Regions from separate parts of the Rattus norvegicus genome. Here region 2 is linked to region 1. The links are chromatin contacts, called in public Hi-C maps. All regions are on one chromosome and are shown on one strand. The core of a region is the stretch at or near the end of the contact, and the rest is flanking DNA. Distances in the headings are between cores, read along the strand shown.

Region 1 (3,877 bases), core at 459-2,958:
TCTGGTTTTGTTTCTTTGTTATGAGCATGGTTTGAGCAGTAATATTTCACTTTTCTAAGCTTTGGTTTTTCCATATGTGAAGTACTTTTTATGGTATTAAAGTATATACTCTAAATAAAGTATTTAGCATAGTTCTTGCTATAGAAAGTTCAATAGATCCTGACTATTGTTACTGTTATTGTTAAAATTTTTCCCTAAGCTACAGTGCAAAGAAAGAAAAAACAAAAACCAACAAAATCCCTGAACACCACACACACACAACTGCTTCTGCTCCCCCACCCACTCAACTCCCCTTCTCTATTCAACTCTTGGTGCCCCTGTTTTGAATTAACTCCAAAGAAGCAGCTGACAAGCCATGTAGATGGGAACAAGACTATTATAGCTGCTGCAGGGACACAGAATCAACATCTGCGAGCACAGGAGAGGCCAGAGTCGGGGAGGAATTAGTATATAACGAAAATGCCAGGGACACAGCTCTCATTAGAATGCTTGTTTTCAGGGTAAAGGGCTGTGTGTGATTTATCTCCTAGCGCTAGCTCAAGGAGCTGTGTGTGACCATTAAACCTGTTCCTTTTTCGGTGAATGAATTCTATGAATGGTGGTACATGATTATGAAGGGGGAGTGTGGAGAAAGAGGAAATATACACTGACCATCTCTCTCTTAACACAACAGACCCGCGGTCTACTCTAGATTAAGAGCCTGTCGCGTCTCACTATACTGTGATCAGAGTGTTGGCAGTGCTCGGATGCTGCCTTACCTGAGGTTAGACTGAGTAGCTTCAGTGCTTGAGGATGGCTCAAGGCTGATGGGAAGGATCTTATCATTCTTGTTATGATCGTATCTCTGAAAGGGACAGAAGGTAGATTACTTCACCCAGGCAGAAGTTAGCTGACAGAAGTCCAACACGGGTAAAATATGCCAATCCTATCCATTTTACCACCAGCGTATTGCTAGACAGCCCTAGGCCTGTTTTATATTTAATATTAATGCAAAATTTTGTCCTAGAAAAAGAAGTCCAGAAAAAGCTTCTATCTCGTCATTAGTCTTTTTGGGGAGAGGAGGAATTTCCTAGCTAAGAACTTCATTGCTCAAACTCACAGATGTACAAATGCACAGCAGGGCTGCCTGCCCTCTCACAGTCTTAAACCTGCCATATAATGCTTCTTACAGTATTGGTTTATTCAAACCACTTTAAAATTCTGCTAGATTCTGCAAAGTAACAAGTATAATACTCAACGCTTAATCGGCCTGCTGGAGAAGAGGAGTAGTAACAACACTCCATGTTGGACAGAGGAAAGGAGTTTAATTTGATGTCAAATAATTACGTACTTGTTGTGAAAAGTATGACACTGAGAGCAATCAGGGGCCTCTGGTCAGAAAAGAAACCACGAGGTAGACATTTCATATGAAAGGCAGGATGAAGGGTGATTTCTCCTGTTTGCCTCTTCCTGAGATGCAGGATGAGAAACTTAGCTGAGACACTGAGGGTGCCTGTCCCATCGCGACCTGGGATGTGCACAGGCCTCACAGCTTATACAGCCTGCTTTTCAGCAGGGACATGCTACTCAGATGTCAATTTAGTCTGAGTTCTTATGGGGAAGTGTGCTAGGAAGCAGGCAGCACGGCTCAGATCAGAACCTGGGCTCATCTAGCTGAGAGCAGACGCTCTAGCTCTGACAGCTGCAAGTCCGTCTGCTGGCAGATTTGCAGCAAGGGCTGTCTGTTGGGACTGCTGGAGTCCACCCCTTACCACTTGCGTGCCAGCTGGAACAGAATACCTTTTTGCTTGTTTGTTTTGGTTTTTGTAAACTAGAGTTTCTTTGTGTAGGCCAAGCTGTCCTGGAATTTGCCCTGTAGACTAAGCTGGCCTTGAACTCACAGAAATCCACTTGCCTTTGCCTTCTATGTGCTGGGATTAAAGCGTGTGCCACTATAGCCTGGTTAGAATGCCTTAAAAAAAATGGCCACAGCTTTTACAGTACCTTTCCCCAAGAGACCAACTATAAAGTGGACAGGGCAGTGTGCCACTTTTCAAGGCCTGGAGCCATACAGACCCTGCAAAGTTCCACAAATCCACACTCTAGTCATTCTCCCAACCTCTGCAGGAGAGGGACTATAGTGCTTTAAGCACAAAGAGCCTACCCACTTCTCAAGTGTTTAGAACAATAAATACATGGGAACTCTCCTTAGAGATGTGAGGCTGGGAAGAGTCATAGACTCTCCACCCCAAGAACAATTCCCATTAAAAAAAAAAAAAAAGACAGAGGCTTCAGTGTACACATAAGCCACGTGCAAAAATCAATCACAGCAGGACCTGTGAGCATGTGCAGAGAAACAATGAGGGAACTTGCTTCCTCTCCAACAGCTTTCAAAAGAAAAGTCTGGCGAGACACATAGTCAATTCAAGTGGAGGAGAGCAAAGCACGGCTGTGGCACAAACAGGCCGCACGTAATGGAGAGCTGGGCTACTCATCAGAGACTCAGCCAGGGTGGGTGCTTTGTGTCTGTCTCCCTTACACTCACCTTGACCTGAGCGTGGGCCCATCGCACAACCAGCTTCTTAGACAGCGCCAGCTTGCCATTGAGACACTGGATGGCTTGTTCTGCTTCCTGTCCAAGACAGGACAAGAGTCAGTCAGAAATTCAAACACTTATCAGTTACCTGTACTCTCACAGGGCCTCAGTAAGTTTCGATAGCTGGGTTTCTAACCAAATTGCTTTTGGTAACTGGACTTATAATTCAACTTGGCTTATAATTTCAAATGGTCAAACAACAATAACATCTTGAATTTTAAAAACGAAATAAGATTTCAAATCCTCTGTCACTTGTTGGCAGTGCAGGGTTTGCAGGTATTTAAAGTCTCTACATTTGTCAGCTGTAAAATATGGTCACTACTACTCGTTCCCGAGGGGTGGCTGTGAGTCTTCAGAGGGCATGAAAAGCAGGACGCACAGAGGAGGCGCTCCAGTGTGAGCTGACAGCACTGCCCCCTCAGGTGCTATCTTTCTGCACACACATGCGTTAGCCGGTGTGCAGACTACATCACGAACCAGTGCTCACTCGGGAGCTATGGAGTTATATCCTTGACTACAGCTCAAGGATAAGAAGGCAATCAGGCTGGAAAAGGCAGAGCTAATCCAAGAGACTGAGCGAGGCATCTGTGAGTCAACCTATGCGCCTGGTTTTCAGAGCACAAACTCTCCCGACCCTCTCATCAGCAGACATAGCAGCGACAAGGTTAAAAGGAACGCCAAAGCTGAGAAGTCACTCTCAGCAAACCTTCCCATCCTGACAAACCACTGGTATCCATGAGGCATTCAACTAAGTGGAACTCACATCCAGTAGGGGTGAAGAGGCCCGAAAGGAAGACTTGGACAGCGGTGAGTCTGTAGCACTCAGCAGCCATCTATTCCATGCACTTTCATCACCATGCACTGTGTGTCAGGCACTGGCTGCTCACCCGCTGTAAGAAGGCCCCACCAGAGCACACAGAGCGAGACAGGAGACACGCTTTGCTTCACTTGTGGGATTACAATGTCCTTAATGTTCTCTTAGCCCTAAAGTAGCAGCAGCAGTAGAGGCCAACAAGGGATAAGCATTCTAAAAGAACAATTACCATCTCTGTACATTGTTTCAAAGTTCACAAATTTAATACTATATGTTCACTGTACTGTCACATCTACACTTACATATTCTCAGTCTCTCCAAATTTGCAAAAGAGAACCTCTTACCCTTCTCCATTTTTAGATAAAACTGAGGCCAAAAGAGACTTGATCAAAGTTAAAAAATAAAAAAATACAGGAATATAAAGTATGTTTTGACTACTAGGCCAGGGTTTTTAAATATTACATGCCCCTACCATGAGCTCTGGTTTT
Region 2 (3,877 bases), core at 883-3,382, 35 kb after region 1:
AGAGCTCTGCTTGACATGGAGGCTTGGGCTCTTCCTCATCCTCCACTAATGCATCCGTGTCTTTTGAGCCCTCCAATTGAGTGGTTTCTTATTTTAGTCCAGAACTCATAGATGATTAAGAGAGCCTAGAGGTCTGTTTTCATGTGCCTTGTATTATAAGGGCCCACTGAGGTGTAGAGAATGTGGAAGGCCAGTAATCAATATGGCACTAACAGGGTTGGCTGTTTACCCGTCTACAGACATTTTGCCATTCCTTATCCATCATGGTGGATTAGCTTAAGAATAGCAAGGGCAAGCATTATAATTGATAATGTAACTCTTCTCTGCCTGTCCCCAGATGGGGTCAGTGATCTTTCTCACTATATACAGTATTCTAGCAGTTGTAACCAGTTGGTTAGTATTAAGAGCAAAGCAACTAGTCTGCCTTGTGATACCAGTGAGTGATTGTCCCCCTCTAGTGAGTGAATAAAGGCTAGGATGAGGCAAGGGAATTATATATGCATGTATGCATTTTGTTTGTTTCTTTGACCCATGAATTGCTTAATACTGTTAGGGAGATGATTATAATTTCCTGAGGTCTGTGTCCTACCATGTGAAACCAAAATACACATAGCAAGGATAAATTAGAAGAATTACTTTCTGAGGGTTTCTTTAAAAAAACAAAACAAAAAAACAACAACAAAAAAAAAAACAAAAAAAACCCCTCACTTAACATTTTTCCCTGAATATGAAGACATATAAAAACTAAAATGTAAAAAGTAAGGTTTTGAAGTAAAGTCAGGAGATGCATTTTCTAATAGATTTATTTAAGGAAGATTACTAGTATTTGTTCAAGTTGTTGGTGCCCACTTGCCTTGTACTTCACCTGGCACTGGACCTTCTACTGTGAAGGTGAAATTTTTGGGGCACATTTCCTGCCTGGCTTGGTGAGTCAGTACTCTCGTGTCTAAGGGGAAGGTTGCATGGAATATATTCATCTGAAAGGAGCTCGGTGGTGGTAGGGGGATTATAAGCAGTGTTTTCTTGGTTTTATGGTGAGAAGACTGGGGGATGGGAGATAAAGCTTCCTCCATGAAATGGGGGTCCTCTCTTTCACTCTTAACTCCACCAATGAATGATTTTGTTAAGGATGACTGTTCTTCTCTGCAGAGGATACTAACTTTATGTCTTTACCTAGTTAACCTTTTTAATTTGACTTCATGTCTGGGAGTGTTTTACTGTTTATGTGCGTACTATGTGCATGCAGTGCCCACAGGGCCAGAAGATGGTGATGAGTCCCCTGGAACTGGGGTTACATATGGTTAGTGGCTGCCTCATGGGTGGTGAGAAACAAACTCAGATCCTTTGCAAAAGCAGCAAGTGTTACTGACTGCTGAGCCTTCTCTCCGGCTCCACATAGACAGGTAGTACTCACAGTCCTTTCCTTATGTAATAATTACTGAGTACACTGAGCTTGGGGATCTTTGAAGAGTAAAGACAGCACAACAACGTTGGACTAAATGTAGTTCAGCTTCTCCTTACCCCTGAGAGCAACTGGGGTTTGACAGGTCATGTCCTTATTGTGCATTTCTTGGGTTGTCAGGGAATACTCTCTGTTCTAAAGGATTTGGCTTTACCCTGTAGGCCCCTTGCCTTGTTCACAGTCAACAGCTGGAGCTTGGTTATGTCACAGGTCCCTTTGCAACCTGAGAGCCTGTGGCCAGAGGTGCCATTTTAAAGCTTTAGATTCTTCACATCTTCATGTGGATGTTCTAGTTTGCCATTTTGACCCCATACGGGTATAGGATTAAGGTTATTTAAAGATGGGATGGGAAGTTTTTACATTAACAGTGAGATGCTTGGAGAAATAAATTAGCTATGTGCCACCCTCCATGCTTTCAGATGTAAAAGCTGGGGAAGAGCTCAAGTCAGGAGCTGGCCTTCGAGATCAAGTGAGGCGGATCAGCCTGGGAAACCTAAAACTCTTTCGAGCATGTCAGAAGCCTCGTTCTTAGGAGTTCATTGTCATCTAGTGGGAATCTCTTCCATTCACTTTCTTTTGCTTTTAGGATCGATACTAGGCTGGACATTAGGGACTCTGTACTAGTGAGTGAGCCTGTCAGAGGAGATCCTGGAGGATGTTAGGACGACGACAGTGTTTCAGTGTAACTCGTACATTAACTCTGACATTGATTTGAGGACTTTACACGTGCTCAGTACATGGACATGGGTTATTCGTATCCTAACTGCTCTTACTGGGCATTAACAGCACTGAGTAAGGCACATTAGTTCACCGTCTTAATGATGTTTGGGTACCAGGTCATCTCAGATTGTGAATGGTCAAATTTATTGTTCAGGGAACCTTGTCCCAGAGCTAGACATAAGCTGAAGCTTTTCTGACTCCCAAGACCCACGCTGTGACTCTTGTCCATTCTGCCCTTTGCTGTGCACACGGAGGAGGTTTACTCTCAGGCCGAAGTGTGAGCTTGGGATTGAGTGTAGGTCTGAACGAGTTAAATTTATTTACTCATTCCACATCGGCACTGGTATATTTTGAGTGTAAAATGTCAACTGGAATTTTTAACGTATGAAATCTTTCATCTGTCTTTGCACCGATCTTTGCACAGACCAGTCCTCCTCCCTTGAGGATTTATTGTGGTTTTGATCTGTGTTGCCTCAAACCATTGAAATCTTTTCAAAGAAGCAGAGCTGTTTTCTTTTTATTTTTTCTACTCTTTCTTTTTTCCTTCCGCAATACACTGGTACCAGGAGTGGACATAGTTTGCTATTCAGCTTGATCAAAGCACTCTACACCAGTGTAACTTCCTGATCTTACTGGTAACAGAACTAAATGTTTCCATGTTCTGCCAAGATGGGTTGCCAGTTATCGACAGAGGGCTTGCATCTGGTAATAATTATTTACTAATTCTGTTTACCTTTTGATCTGGTTTTCAGTGTACAGCTGCAGCTATCAAGGCTATAAGAGAAAGTGGAATGAATCTGAACCCAGAAGTGGAAGGAACACTAATTCGGGTACCCATTCCTAAGTAAGTTTGGCTGAAATCCATGTATTCCAGTGATGGGGGTAGTTGCCCTTGGATGAAAACCAGTATCCTGCAGCACTCTTGGGCCAGTGGCATGGCTCACTTACCTGCGTCTTCCACCCTGGCTGTGCTATAAGATCAGTTTGCTGGCACAGACTCGTTCCCAACACCTATGTGTGCTGGACGCTTGGTCTACAGCAGTGAGCTTTCAGAACACCTTGTCCTCACACTTTTGGCAGAAAAGTTAGGACAAGTTAGCACACAGAGCCATTACAGATCACATTAAGTAAATTCTAGGAGGAAATAAAAGCCACTGGTATCCAAGTGAGAGCGCATGGTGGGAGAGACGGAGGAAAGGGCAGGTTTAGTGTGGGGGATTCTGTAAGGAGCTAATGTTTCTGCTGAGAGAGAGCCTGATGAGGAGGCAGACTCATCAGCCTAGAGGAAACATTCCAGGAAGGGTGAGTGGCAAGCCTCAGATCAGAAAGCAACTTGACACTGTCAACTCTAACCCCATGTTCCTTGTTGAATTATTTTTACATTAGTCTTTGCTAATTGAAGAATTAAAGGCATAAATCCAGAGTCATGGTTTTTTGTTTTGTTTTTTAATGGAGTTTTAAATGATTAAAAATAGGTCTTTGTTCCTAAAATTGAAAAGAGAAGGCAGGGCTGATGAGATGTTCAGTGGGTTAAAAAGGACCCTTGCCATAAAAGCCTGACTATCGACTTCAATCCTGAGCCACATAAAGGTGAAGAGACAATTGGCCATGGAGTTGTCCTTTGGCCTCCATGTGTGTGCTGTGGCAGCAACCACTCCCCACCCCCAGGTAATCAATTAAAATTACTTTTAAAAA

The links. Hi-C and Micro-C count contacts between places; a contact is called where the count stands out from the background.
Region 2: a Hi-C map of liver shows a contact between it and region 1, with 3 times the contacts expected there. The contact joins two enhancer-like sites. A contact is called at or near these places in 3 of 12 Hi-C or Micro-C datasets (kidney and liver).

What each region holds. Positions count from the first base shown.
Region 1 is chr3:39,868,808-39,872,684 of GRCr8, forward strand. It overlaps Rbm18 (RNA binding motif protein 18), which reads right to left. Exons shown (of 6, transcript NM_001107838.1): 4 at 2,525-2,611; 5 at 759-844. Among named protein-coding and RNA genes, the nearest start is that of Rbm18, 14 kb to the right of the region's middle. Within about 2 kb of position 1,709, at least 3 of the 93 cell types and tissues checked have an H3K27ac peak or open chromatin away from gene starts, as enhancers often do. A contact at or near this core is called in liver, where this site is marked.
Region 2 is chr3:39,903,684-39,907,560 of GRCr8, forward strand. Mrrf (mitochondrial ribosome recycling factor) reads left to right here. Exons shown (of 7, transcript NM_001008354.1): 5 at 2,935-3,026. Among named protein-coding and RNA genes, the nearest start is that of Mrrf, 21 kb to the left of the region's middle. Within about 2 kb of position 2,133, at least 1 of the 93 cell types and tissues checked has an H3K27ac peak or open chromatin away from gene starts, as enhancers often do. A contact at or near this core is called in liver, where this site is marked.